Regions from separate parts of the Rattus norvegicus genome. Here region 1 is linked to region 2. The links are chromatin contacts, called in public Hi-C maps. All regions are on one chromosome and are shown on one strand. The core of a region is the stretch at or near the end of the contact, and the rest is flanking DNA. Distances in the headings are between cores, read along the strand shown.

Region 1 (6,365 bases), core at 1,128-3,627, 39 kb after region 2:
CTTTGCTGTGCATTTCTCTTCCCTTTTATTCCAGCCTACGCCTCCCATCAAGAACCCTGACTGGGGCCCTGTGGAATCAGTCTCTGCGTTTCTCTGTCACTCAGCAGGACCTAGCTGCCCTGTTGAGAATGGAGACTGAGCACCTGGATATGCCCATCCTGCTGTAGCAGGTGCTTGCTGTGCTGCCTTCCAGTTGGCTACAGCATTTCAGGGCGACAGCTGGCGGCAGAAATATTTCCACTTACACCCCAAGCAAGCACAGGACTGAGGACGCAGGGTTCCCTGGAGCAGAGTGGCTACTCCAGCATAAGGAAGGGAGAAGACTGGGGCAGCTGGGGGTCGGGAACGACATACCACCAAGGGACTGAGGGACCCTAGTCCCATCTTTGGAGAGACAGAAGGCAACACTAAAACCAAACATGGGGCAATTTCTTCAGAATAACAGAATCCTTGAACTTGAGGAACAGTACCTACTGGATATCAGGAAGCGACTGTTTCCAAAGGTAAAACAGAAGACACACAGAGCTGACTAGAAACTGCATGTCTGTGGGGACTTGGAAGCCACTTAGGAGCGAGCTGGAGGCAGGCCCAGGAGGCAGAAGTGTGTCCCTGGTTCTGGATTGTCAAATCCGAGGTTGCCAACATTTGCTGAGTAGGAGGGGAAACAGGAGCTTGCAGGCAGTGCCAAGGGGCATAACGTCCAAAGCAGCAAGGGACCATGATGAAGGTGAAAGATAAAGCCTCAAGAAGGTGGCAGCTCTGAGTCGTGCCCCTGGGGACAGATACATAGTTCTCCAGATAGTGAAGATGGAGAAACTATTTTTAAGAGTGGAAAGGCTGCTGAAACTTGTCTCACAGGGCAAAGCTGGGGATCCACCCCAGACGGAGAGTGTGGAGAAAAAGTCAGGGGTGGGAGGGGGACAAACAGGACAGAGTACAAAACAAAGAAGCCTTTCATTAAGGAAGTCTGGGGGCTTTGAACATATGACATTTTAAAGACAAACTCACTCTACCACACCATCTTGGTTTTTCCTTCAAACAAATAATCATTGCAAGAAAAGAATTTCCTTCCTAGTTTATTTCTTCTCACTGCACTCCCTTTTTATAATTCTGTGTGTCTCTGTCTCCCCTCCTCCCTCCTTCTCTCTCTCCCCCTCCCCACTTTCTGTTTTGATTTTAGCCCTGGCAATCTTCCTCAGCCTCCTCAGGGCTAGCATTACAAGCCAGAGGGACAGCACCCAGCTCTCTTGTGTCCTAAACCATGGTGACTCATGAGCCAATCTAGTTTACACCCACTGTCTAGCACAGTTTCAATCTTAATATGGCTGATGGAACATATATTATAATCCACTTATAAGGATAAGAAATGACATACAGAACTTTTAGCTTAATTTAAAAAAAATCCAAACGTTTGGTTCTATTTTTCTATCAATATGGCTGCCGCTGTGGAGAACCCTTTATTAGGCAACAACTGGTGAGCCTTTAGCCTTCTCTTATCTCTCAGGATTGAAACTTGAAGACAGTCATCCCTTCTGCAGACATTTGTATAACACGATGTATTTATTAATAAACTCTCAGCTAAAGAACACACTGTGCCTGTCCCCAGAGAGCCAGTCTCAGATGAAACACGGAGCCACAAAATCAGATTTTAGGATTGATGGGTGAATGAATATGTGCGTGGGTTTAGTGGGCAAGAGATTAAACAACCCCTTGGTTCTGAATCCTTCAGCAAAGAGCCTTGCATCAGGAGCAAGGCTTGCGGGCTTCTGCTGAGTGGTGCTTGAATGAACTCCCAGGGGAACGGGTGCCAGCCATCCTGGAATGTGTTTACCACACAAGCCAGGCACAAAGTGGTTTCCAGGAAGCTGGGAGTTGGCCCACAAACCACCCTCCACTGGTCCTAAGCGCCGAACACCCACCTTTCAGGTCTCCATTCCCATCCTTGTCACTGTCCTTAAAAGACCTCGGGTAGATCTGGTACATGGGACCTGCCTGCCACCAGTCAAGGCATTTTGGAGAGATGATGATGATGGCTATGGTGGCTCCGATGAGCAGGAACACGGAGACCACGGTGAGCCAGAAGAGGATCTCCCGAGGCACCCGGTAGCGAGCCTGGCCAGAGAACTGGAACAGCACCTCCTTGGGCATCCCTGCATAGGGCCGCACCACCTTTAGTTGAGGCTCCTCTGGAGCAGGGATACTAACAGCGTTGGACTGTGGAGTGTCCCTGGAGTCTGGGTCCTGCTCCTGGATGTCTTCATTTTGGACAAACCCGTTATTCGTCCGGCATCCCTTCATACTCATCTGGATAGAGTCTCTCTTGTCTTTGTCCTCATTCATGTCTATCCGGTGCAGCTCTTCCCAGTGCTTTCCAGTAGGGACAGAGTGAAAAGGTGGCTTGCTGGGTGCTGTGGTTTATTAATGAGCTTTGAATGGTTTATAAATAATCCTGGCTGGACAAAGTCCAGCCAAGGAAGAAAGGGTAAAGTTTAGTAAAGGGGGTCAGGGGGAGGGGGTGTGTGCACAAATGATCTTTACACCAGGTGGTTGACTCAGCTACAGTAACAGTACATGGGGGAGGAGACTGGGGAGAAGAGGCGGGCTTCCAAACACCGTAAGATGCTACTTGTGTGAGTTCCAACTGCCTACAGTAATTCCATTCACAAATCTACAAAAGGTGGAGGTGACCCAGAGATGCACCCATCATCATGTGAATGTGAAATGGACGTACAGGAGAAATTATTCCCTGAAAGGGAAGCCAAGTCTGACACACACTACAGGATGGATGGACCTCAAGGGCATTACGCTGAGTGGAAAATAACCACAGCCACACAAATATTGTGTGGTTCCACTTAGAGAAGGAATCTATGTTCACAGAAGCACAGAACAGAACAGTGGTTGGGGGTTTAGGAGGAACTGTGGGAAAGTGTTGGCCAATGGAATAGAATTCTAGCTAGGGATTTTGATGAGTTTTAGAGATGGACAATTGTGGTACTACAATAATGCAGACACACTGCCACCGAGCCAGTTATTAAGTGGGTATAATAGTGTTGTTTCACAATGGTTGAAAAACATTGACATTTTCTTTCTTTAGCTAGGTAGAAAAATGATCTCAAACTTTCTAAGGAGAAGCTGGCTGTCCATTTTGTTTGCAGGTGTTCCCCTACAGATCCACAGCAGCAGCTCTGGAGACAGGGGACTGCATTTTGTCGCTGAAGCTCATTTCATGTCAGCTCAGGCCGACTCCAGACAGCCCTTGTGTATGACTAAGCAAGGCATGTGTGTGCTCAGTTCAACCTCAGGCCTTTGATCCTGATTTCAGAGAAGAATGTGGTTTAACATTCTTGTAAGCACTTCCAGAAAAGGTGGGGGAATGGGATGCTGAGCCTTGCAAGTTCAAGTGTTTTACTACAGGCAAACAGTCCTTAATCCTCATACTAAGTAGTTGTTTAATCATTGACAAGTGTAGAACACATTTGCAAGTCCCCAGAAACTGTTGAAAGGCTGGCCTCAGAGATTCCCCAGGCCTCAAGAAATAAGATGATCAGTCACACTTGAGGGCTTTGATTAGACAGGAGGTGTTTTCTTTTTTTTTTTAAAGATTTATTTATTTATTATATATAAGTACACTGTAGCTGTCTTCAGACCCACCAGAAGAGGGCATCAGATCCCATTACAGATGGTTGTGAGCCACCATGTGGTTGCTGGGATTTGAACTCAGGACCTCTGGAAGAGCAGTCAGTGCTCTTAGCCGCTGAGCCATCTCCCCAGCCCAGGAGGTGTTTTCTTAATTAAAATGTTTTTATCATTCTTGTGTTGGGTGGGGTGCGGGGTGCATGAGACGTTCAGACTCCACTGTCTTCTCTGGGTGCCCAACACCACAGGGGCTTCTGAAGGGCATCTTGTGTAACCAGTGACCTGTTCTGGTTTAATGTCATGAAAACACAGAAATGTGAATCCCTTCTCAGAAACTTGCATAAACTACAATGTTGTTTCTCACCATTATTAATTATACCCAAAACTTTTGTAAAGAAGCAGTTGTGTGCTATTGTTTGTTTTGACCAAGTCTCACGATGTATCCCTGGCTGGCTTGGAAGTCTCTAGAGTGGATGGACAACACTAGCCTTGAATTCAGAGGTAGCTAATGAAGTGAGTTGCCTTCCATGTTTTGATACTGCATTATCTGTCAGACACATAATAAATACACCATAGAAACATCCATGTCCATCCTCCCCGAATTTGACTGAGACAACACAACCCTTCAGCATGCAGACTGTATGAGTTGGACTAATCAGCTGGGCTTTGGCCTGGAGGGTGCTTTTTTTTTTTTTTTTTTTTTTTTGGTTCTTTTTTTCGGAGCTGGGGATTGAACCCACTGGAGGGTGCTTTTAACAATTAAACAAATCATGAGCTCAGTGCTTGACCCACTAGACTAACACCTTTCAATTTTCTATATCCCAAGGCAATCATTGAGAGCAGACACAAGTTGAGGCATATGTCTGCCACAAGCAACCAAAGCACTTACCTTTAATATCAAAGTGTATGCTGGTGAATTTTATGTATATGTTTCTTCAGATAAGGGTACAATGTAACTTGACAAACGGAACCTACCAAGTAATTTGGCAATGTGTGCCGAGAGCTCTGACATTTGTAGGGGTAACTGAGGGTAGTCCTATATTGAAACAGAAACTACACAAAAATGAGAGTTTGGACTTGAGACAAAGGAATGTGGAAATATTTGGGATCATGACTATGTGACTATGCATATATGTGCATATATAAATGCATATAAAGCATAAAAGAGAACTTAATACAGAGACAATACGTAGTGTTGGACCACTGGCTATCTGGGAAGATCATAGAACATAAAGCTAACCTTACTCCTTAAAAAAAAAAATTTCTATGTACACCGATTTTAAAAGTAAAAAAAAGGTAAAATTTAAGGATTTTTAAAAAATACATAAAAACAATCCTGGAGTAGAAAAGCTTTCCTAAATACAAAGCAAAATATAAATCCTAGAGCCTAGGGGATGGGGGGGGCGTCCACCTTAGATAGGAAGGTCTGCAGAGATGGCTCCGCAGCTGAGAGCAGTGGATCTTCCCCCGTCACCATGTGGTGACTCACACCCATCTGAAGCAGGATCTGATGCTCTCTGAGGTGTCTGAACACAGAGCACCCATGTGCATAAAATCATAAATATGCAAATCTTAAATAAGGGAAAAGCACACACAGCTAGAGGAACACGTTTGTTGTAATATCTCTGACATGTGACACTTCAGACTGTAGAAATCTGTATCACAAACTGACACAGAAAGGTTGACAAAGGAACAAAGGCAATACGCAGGCAATACAGGGAAAAGGCTACAAGTGGTTAAGAACTTCACTCAGAACAAAAGAGCTGGAAGCCACATTAGGTCAACCTCTGAGATGCTGCAGGGAGCTGTCAGTAACGTGCCAGGTGTACCCAGACCAGAGCCCAGTCCTCTCTACTCACATTTTAGTAATTTTCCATTTTACGGGCACTTTGCATGCACCCTTATCTGTGCACCATGTACGTACATGTCAGGTACCATGGAAGACGGGAGTGCAAGCACAGAACATCAGATCCTCTGGGGCTGGCATCACAGATGGTTGCCACCATGTAGGTACTGGGAATAGCACCCTGGACCACTACAAGAGCAGCTAGTAGAATGTGTGTGTGTTTCAAGACAGGTTTTGTGTGTGGAGCCCTGCCTGTTCTGGAACTCACTCTGTAGGCCAAGCTGGCCTTGAACTCAGAGATCTGCCTGCCTCTGCCTCCCAAAATGCCGGGAGTAATGTGTGTTCAGTTGAGTGAAGCAGTTTTTAAACTGCACGGTGTGTTGGGTACACCTGTGTACAGGTGCATCACAGAATGCACTTAGAGGTCCGAGGTCCACCCGTGGAAATCACCTCTCTCCTTCTACCACGCGGGCTCCAGGGATCCAACATGATCCTCAGGACTGGGCATCTTTACTGTCATCCACGCATAGAGACAGGCATTGCACGGCATCTACAGCTTTACTCTGTTGCTTTTCATGGGCTATTTTTGACCCTGATGGTCTCGTCATTCATGAAGGTCTTTCCCCCAAAAGGAATTAATTCCCTTTTCAAGTTATTTCACAGAGCCAACTTCTCAGTCTTTGGGTGGTGGCTTTATGATTTTAGCTACCTCCCAAACATGAAAAGAGCGAATTCCAACCAAGTCTAATTCTGCTTTTCTTATCTGGGCACACTAAACCCCAGCTAAGGGGCTTACACTCCAGTGCTGTGAGCAAGCACATTTCGACACGTAGCCATGCAGCTGAAACAGGTGTTAAACTCACCCCAGCAAAGTTTACCTTTC
Region 2 (7,061 bases), core at 846-3,345:
AGGTGCTACGGGGGTCTTACCTACTCAGGCAGTACTTCGGTGACCCCTCTGCCTTAGTTAGGGCCTCTACTGCTGTGAGAAAACACAGTATAACCATGAACAAGTTAGAGGAGAAAGGGTTTATTTCAGCGAGGAAACCCATATTCTCTTCCTAGTGCCTGCATATTGAAGCTTAGTCATGTGAAACTCAGCCCCAGAGAGTGTGGCTCCCTCTTCTGGTGTCCAGTGCACTACACATGTGATGTGGTGCAGACACACATGCAGATCAAACACGTAAATAATTTAAATTACATTAATACAATTATAGAAGCCTTTAAAGATGCAGGTGGCTAAGAGCTCACATTTTGATATTTACTAAGGTCAGAAAATGAGGCCAGTAGGACTTTTTAATTAGCACATTTGTAAATAGTCAAAGATAAGAATCCCTGGGCATAGGAAGAATGATATACTAAAATCTCAACGTAAATATGCATTTTGTCTTGGCCCAAATGGAGTAAATTAGTTCTGGGCCCTCAAGAACGCTTTTCAAGTTACTTTCCTACTATGAGAAGCTGTGCCAGTGTTCCAGCTGCAGCTAGCTGTACAGCTGATTATAGACCAGCAGGCGGTTGGGAGCCAGCTCTGTACAGATGCTGGACCCTCCCAGAGCTGGTGCCCACTGCCAGTTAGTGACACACTCAGGAGTGCAGCGCATGGTAGCTGAAGTTGGGGCTAAGCTATTTTAAAGTTCCTCTCGTGTAGGGAATGGAGCCTTACCTAGCACATGCCCTGATCCTGAGGACTGTGAAGAAACAAACAGCAAAGGCTGTTTCCTTATGTGCTAATGGTTCTCCATTTCCAGGATGGAAAGCTAGTGCCCATGACGGTTTTTCACAAGACGGATTCTGAGGACTTGCAGAGGAAGCCTCTCTTGGTGCACGTATATGGAGCTTACGGAATGGATCTGAAGATGAACTTCAGGCCTGAAAGGCGGGTCTTGGTGGATGATGGGTGGATCTTAGCATATTGCCATGTTAGGTGAGTCACCACGTTTCTCCTAGCAGATGAGTGCTAGAGCGTTGTGCCAATTGCTGGAACAACAGTGTGCTAAGGGACCAGGCGTGAGGATGCACAGTGCGTTAGGGGAGCGGGCGTGAGGATGCACAGTGCTTTAGGGGAGCGGGCGTGATGGCACACCTTTGATCCCAGCACTCAAGAGGCAGAGAAAGGTAGACCTCTATTGACAACTACAGAGTAAGACCCTATCTTAAAAGACCAGAACAAACAAGCAAAAGAGAAAAAACAAGTAGGCAGGCAGGCAGGCAGGCAGACAAGTATAAAAGGAACAAAATCTGACCTTCTCACGTGTGTTTTGAACTTATGTATCCCTAAGCCTGAGGATCCTGACTCAGATAGCAGATTCCTTAGTGGATTTGGGGGCTTTGCATGGATGTAGTGCTCGCCCTAGATAACGCCATCATTATTTCCATGAGTCTCCAGATTTCAGGGTTCTGTTTTCACAATTTTTGAGACAGGGTCTTACTTTGTAGCCACAAACTCATGGGCCTTCGAGTGCTGTGACTGCAGGCTAAAGGAGGTTTCTCCTACAGAGCCTCCTTCAGCTGAACTTCTTTTCTCCATTCAATTTCCATTTTATTCTAGCTGTTCTCAAGACACTGCTATCACTTAGAACCCTCTCCACCTCCCTATCTCCAGGACAAAGCCCAATTTCTTAGTAAAATTCTTGTGAACTGGCTTCTCTCTGGCATCCCCTGGCTCATGCCTTCGGAGGGCATGGTCCGCCCTCTGTCCCAGCACATGCTGTGTTTTATCTGGGTCTCAGTTTCCCCTTCCTTAACCTTGCAGAAACCTCTTCCTTCACAACTCAGTTACAGGTCACTTCCCAATGCACCAGTGCTCCTGACTCATTCGACCTAAGCTCTTTCCTCTGCTCAGGCAAAGTTTGTAGCAGCAGCCACCGCACCTGGAGCTGTGGTTTGCCTTCCTTGAGCCAGGGTGCACTTGTGTGTGTTTAAGGACTGCTCTCTGGCAGTCTGTGCGTCATCAAAAGGCGGTCAAGTGTATTTGTTGAGTCAGGTTTTGGCTCTCTTGATAGTTTGACTTTTTGGGTGGCTCATTTCCTGTGACGGCCTCCAGTACAGGTTTGGGCTTTGCAGGCCACTCAGTCTCTGTTGCACATTCCTTCTTGCTGTGTCCTCCAGCCTTTAAAAGCATGATGGCAATTCTGAGCTGAGTGCTGCTCACAAGCCTGACACACACACACACACACACACACACACACACACACACACAAACACACACGTGTGTCACACACGAGCCTGTAACAGTTTGCTGACCCCCACCGTGTCGTTTTTGTTTTCTTCCACTACAGGGGTGGTGGCGAGCTGGGTCTCCAGTGGCATGCTGATGGCCGTCTAACTAAAAAGCTCAATGGCCTGGCTGACTTAGAGGCTTGCATTAAGACGCTTCACAGCCAGGGCTTTTCTCAGCCCAGCCTAACAACGCTGAGCGCTTTCAGTGCTGGAGGTGTGCTTGTGGGAGCACTGTGTAACTCTAAGCCAGAGCTCCTGAGAGCAGTGACCCTGGAGGTGAGTACCCTGTGCCCCTGCTCAGAGGGGAAACGGTGGCGCTTAGGTTTAAACAGAACAGTGGCTCTGGGAGAACGTGTGGAATTCTCTCAATCCTACTATGTACTCTTCCCTGACAACAACTTTTATGGATTCTGCAGGATTTCCATTGAGAGACTAATAGCTGTCCCTGTGACCCTTTTCTGTTTGTGAGAACATTTAGAAATGTATATATGTGCCCTGAGTCCAGGAGTCTGGCGGGGTGTCCTGGGAGTCTGCACACTGCCCTTGTCCGTGTGACAGCGTCCTGCCCAGCTGCAGCTTACTCTAGACTTAGGGACTAAGTCTCTGTTCTTAGACACTCCCTTATTTTGTGCATTTTGTTTTTGCTGTGTAGCAAGTCAGTCTGGCTTCATACTCACAGCCTCTGACCTCAGCCCCCTAAGCACCAGGATTTAATCAATATGCACCACCTTGCCTGCTGTAGAGACTACATTCTTGGTGGTCTTTTAGGTCCTGTCCTCTGAGGAGCTCTCAGCTCTGGAAATGTCCTCCAGTCTTTTCTGCTCTCCAAGACTATGCAGCACCCATCTTCTCCTGTCTCCTGCCTAGATACTCTGGAAAGCAATGACTGTGTGGCTCAGGGTAGCTCTTTTCAGGGTGTGTGTGTGTGTGTGTGTGTGTGTGTGTGTAAGAAGTAGTAAGTTAAATAAATATTAAATAGTTTTATCTAGAAATCTTTTTTTAATATCCTTTGTAGAGGAAATAAACCTTCACACAAAGATAATAACAGAATCGCTCACAATATAAAATGCAGCTAACAGGGTTGGGGATTTAGCTCAGTGGTAGAGCACTTGCCTAGCAAGCACAAGGCCATGGGTTCAGTCCCCAGCTCCAAAAAAAAGAAAAAAGAAAAAAAATTAGCAAAATGCAGCTAACAATTTTTAGAAATTAGAAATAGCCAGAAGTACATTTGTAAGGATATTTAATTCAGTTGCTCATAACAGTAAAGAATTAGGGACAGCCTAAATATTCAACACCAAGTGTCATGTATGAGTCAAAGTCATTGATTATAAGACCCAGAATTACGGCTAACTGAAGCAGGAAGGGTTTACTGCAGTACTATGTAATAGTGGGTGTGTGGAGAACCAGTGCCAGAGGCTACGGAGCCAGGAAGTGCCCAGAGGAGCTGCCACTGGTGATCACAGAGCACCTCACACTGCCATTGGTGCCTCTGAAAGCTGGGGACACATACACTTCACCTGAATTAGACTTTCCTTGGTCATCCTCTGTGCAATAGAGGGCCCTCCTTAGAAGGCTGGCAGCTTTGCACATCAGGACAGCCGTCCCGTTAGGCAGCCGGCATTATAGCTAGACTCAGTTAATGTTCCGTACAGGACAAAGCCAGAGAGAACATGAGCTGGAAGGCGGTCCCTTTAACTAAATGTTTCAGCTTATTTCTACATTATGTGTATGGGTGTTTTGTATGCATGTATGCGTGCGTGTCACGTGCAGTTCTGGAGTCTTTTCTCCTTTTTTCTTGGATATCTTCTAAATCTTACCAAAGTACTGTCTGTGAGCTTTATTGTAACATCCAGCAGGTGAAGTAGAGTTTATGTGCTGATGATGCTTTTCTCGCTTTTAAAACTGTCTAGTCACGGAAAAGGCAAAATCTACTCTCCTGACTACTCTTAGTGTACAGCTCGATGATGTTAAACATTTACTCTGTTATGCACCAAGTCTCCAGATCTCAATTTTTATCTTTCAAAACTGAAACACGTATAGTATTGAACACTCTCCATTCCCTCCCTCCCAACCCTGGAAGGCCTCCTTCTGCACTGTGTCCAAAGTCACACATGTGATGTCGTGCAGTCACCTCATGTGGCGTCATGCCAGATTTACTCCTTGATGCTGCTTATCCACTTAGCTGACCCTGATAGCGTCCATTGCAAGAGGCCCAGACTCTTGTCTGTGTGCGCATACCATGGTTTGCTTCTTCACCGTCCTAGTACTGCTTTAAGACCTCTCCAGCTCTTTGGGGTACATCTCTAGGAAGGAGTTACTAGATCAAAAGGAAAGCATTACCTTCGTTTTTTAAGGAACTGCTATACTTTTTGCCAGTGACTACGATTTGCATACTTGCCAACAGTGCGAAAATAGCACAGCTTCTCACTCTCATCACCAACTTGAAATTTTCTGACTGTTGTGGGGTTGTCTTAATCTAGCAGCAGCAATGAATGCAGAGCTGTTCATTTTGTATAAGTAACAATAGGAGAAAAGGCAAACAAACTGAAGTCACAAGGTAAGTTCTCTGCGTTACGTAAGTGTCTGCTAAGGGTTTGAATGTTCTTCAGCCGTCGGTGAATTACCAGTGTACGAAGACTGGGCCGTCTTCCTTCAACCTGGATATGTGTTTATGCAGGAAGCTATTGTGGCGCTCATTTTACCAACCATTGAGTGATACAATGGTCGGTCTTCCTCCTTCTTTGACTAGGCCCCTTTCTTGGATGTTCTCAACACCATGATGGACACCACACTTCCGCTGACACTGGAAGAGTTGGAAGAATGGGGGAACCCTTCGTCCGATGAGAAACACAAGAACTACATAAAGCGCTACTGTCCATGCCAGAATATGAAGCCACAGGTAGGGAGCCGCACTGCCCTCACTGGCCGGAGAAGACCACTGAAAGGGCACCCGCCACACTGAGGCCAGAGCTGAAGGGCTCTGAGGCTGTCCCCTCTTAGGACACCTAGCCATTCTTCCGTGTCATGTCTACTCGTACTCCTTTCTGCCCCAGTGTCACAGCTCAGAAATGATCCCATCTAATAGGGTCAGATGAAGTCATGGTCTCTCTGGACAGAAAACGGCTGTCCCAGGTAACGGGTAGCAGGCACCCTACTGCTGAGGCCTGAGGACAGATTCTGATGAGAACATCCTAGCATTGGGAACAGTGCTCTCCCGGGAGGACGGTGGAGTAACATGGCTGCACTTTGTTCTCTCCCAGCATTACCCTTCAGTTCATATCACAGCGTATGAAAACGACGAGCGAGTGCCGCTGAAAGGAATCGTGAACTACACCGAGAAGCTTAAGGAGGCCGTCGCAGAGCACAGCAAGGGAGCAGGGGAAGGTAGGAGGCTGCCTAACCAGGGACCCTGGCTAATAGCACTGCCCTCCGCCAACAGCGTGCTTCTTGTACAGACCCAACCATTGGCCTGTAATGCAGGGCCAGCTGTCCCTCCACTGCCCAGCTAAGTTCATGCAGCTGTGGCTGCCTTGCCTTGGTAGGAACAATGGTGGATAAAACACACAGCTGGACTCAAGGCACAAAGGCAGTGTTGAGTGTGACTTGGGAAAGCTACTCAGATTCATCTAGGTAACCGTTACTGAGATGGTCTGCAGCTGCTCAGGAACGAATGGTCACTCATTTCCATTAGCTAAGAATTGTTCTGGGGCTGGCGAAGTCGCACAGCACCCACGTGGCGGTCCACAGCTGTCTATAGCTTCATTGCTGGCCTTATTCTTTGTGCCTTTGCTGTTGGAGTAAAGTACTCAAAAGGGGCAGAGAGACGGGTCTCAGATTTCTGAAGATCTGAGTGCTTTTGTGTTAATCCTTTCAGGCTATCAGCCCCCCAACATTGTTTTAGATATTCAGCCTGGAGGGAACCATGTGATTGAGGATTCTCACAAAAAGGTATGTCACCCATCTCCTGTGTGCTGCAGAGCTCCTGGGAGAGCTGCTTCCCAAATGTCAGGCCAGGAGCATGAAGGAGGGGGAGGGCACTGTACCCGGGCTGCTCTTTTAGGCGAGGGCGCTCTCTGCTAAGGACTAGCTAGCTCTTACTGTTAAAGACTCCAGGGTTAGGGTCACTCGCATAAAGGAAGACTAGGGAGCCAGGCTGGGTTCTAGCTGTCCTGTCTAACCCTCACGTGAGTTTCTTTTAGATCACAACCCAGATGAAATTCCTGTATGATGAACTTGGACTTGACAGCACTGATGCTTTCGAGGCTCTGAAGAAGTACCTAAAAGTCTGAAACGCCGCTGCCTTCAGCCGGGACTGGAAACAATGGAAATAGTGATCAGTCTTATTTCCACTTGGTTTAGCGAAAGTGAGGTTTTTTTAAGTTATTATATAAAGTTTTAGAAGTTGTTTCTTTGTGTAATTTTGCTTCGTGTCCATATTGCTCCTACTCTTCCCACCAGCACACACACCCTAGATGAATCTGGGCAAGTGTCTCCAGCCATGCTCCTTCTGATGTAGAGAAGGGAGCCAGAGGACGAGGCAGGAAAACGCCAGGCCTCTCAATCAGTCTTTTTTTTTTTTTTTTTCAGAGCTGGGGACCAAACCCAGGGCCTTGCGCTTGCTAGGCAAGCGCTCTACCACTGAGCTAAATCCCCAACCCCTCAATCAGTCTTTTAACAGAATTTTACAATTCAGTGGCCTTCCTCTCTGCTAGTGAATAGTTTTCGGCTCCGTGGCTGTAAGTCAGTCAT

Evidence for each region. Hi-C and Micro-C count contacts between places; a contact is called where the count stands out from the background.
Region 1: a Hi-C map of the A7r5 cell line shows a contact between it and region 2, with 1.8 times the contacts expected there. The contact joins the promoter of Slc3a1 here to the enhancer-like site in region 2. A contact is called at or near these places in 3 of 12 Hi-C or Micro-C datasets (the A7r5 cell line, kidney and liver).

The regions. Positions count from the first base shown.
Region 1 is chr6:15,392,372-15,398,736 of GRCr8, forward strand. Slc3a1 (solute carrier family 3 member 1) reads right to left here and starts at 2,378. Exons shown (of 10, transcript NM_017216.1): 1 at 1,920-2,378. The coding sequence starts at 2,340.
Region 2 is chr6:15,353,911-15,360,971 of GRCr8, forward strand. Prepl (prolyl endopeptidase-like) reads left to right here. Exons shown (of 14, transcript NM_001010951.2): 9 at 842-1,017; 10 at 2,372-2,588; 11 at 5,062-5,211; 12 at 5,573-5,696; 13 at 6,187-6,260; 14 at 6,512-7,061. The coding sequence ends at 6,601. Among named protein-coding and RNA genes, the nearest start is that of Prepl, 24 kb to the left of the region's middle. Within about 2 kb of position 2,096, at least 5 of the 93 cell types and tissues checked have an H3K27ac peak or open chromatin away from gene starts, as enhancers often do. A contact at or near this core is called in the A7r5 cell line, where this site is marked.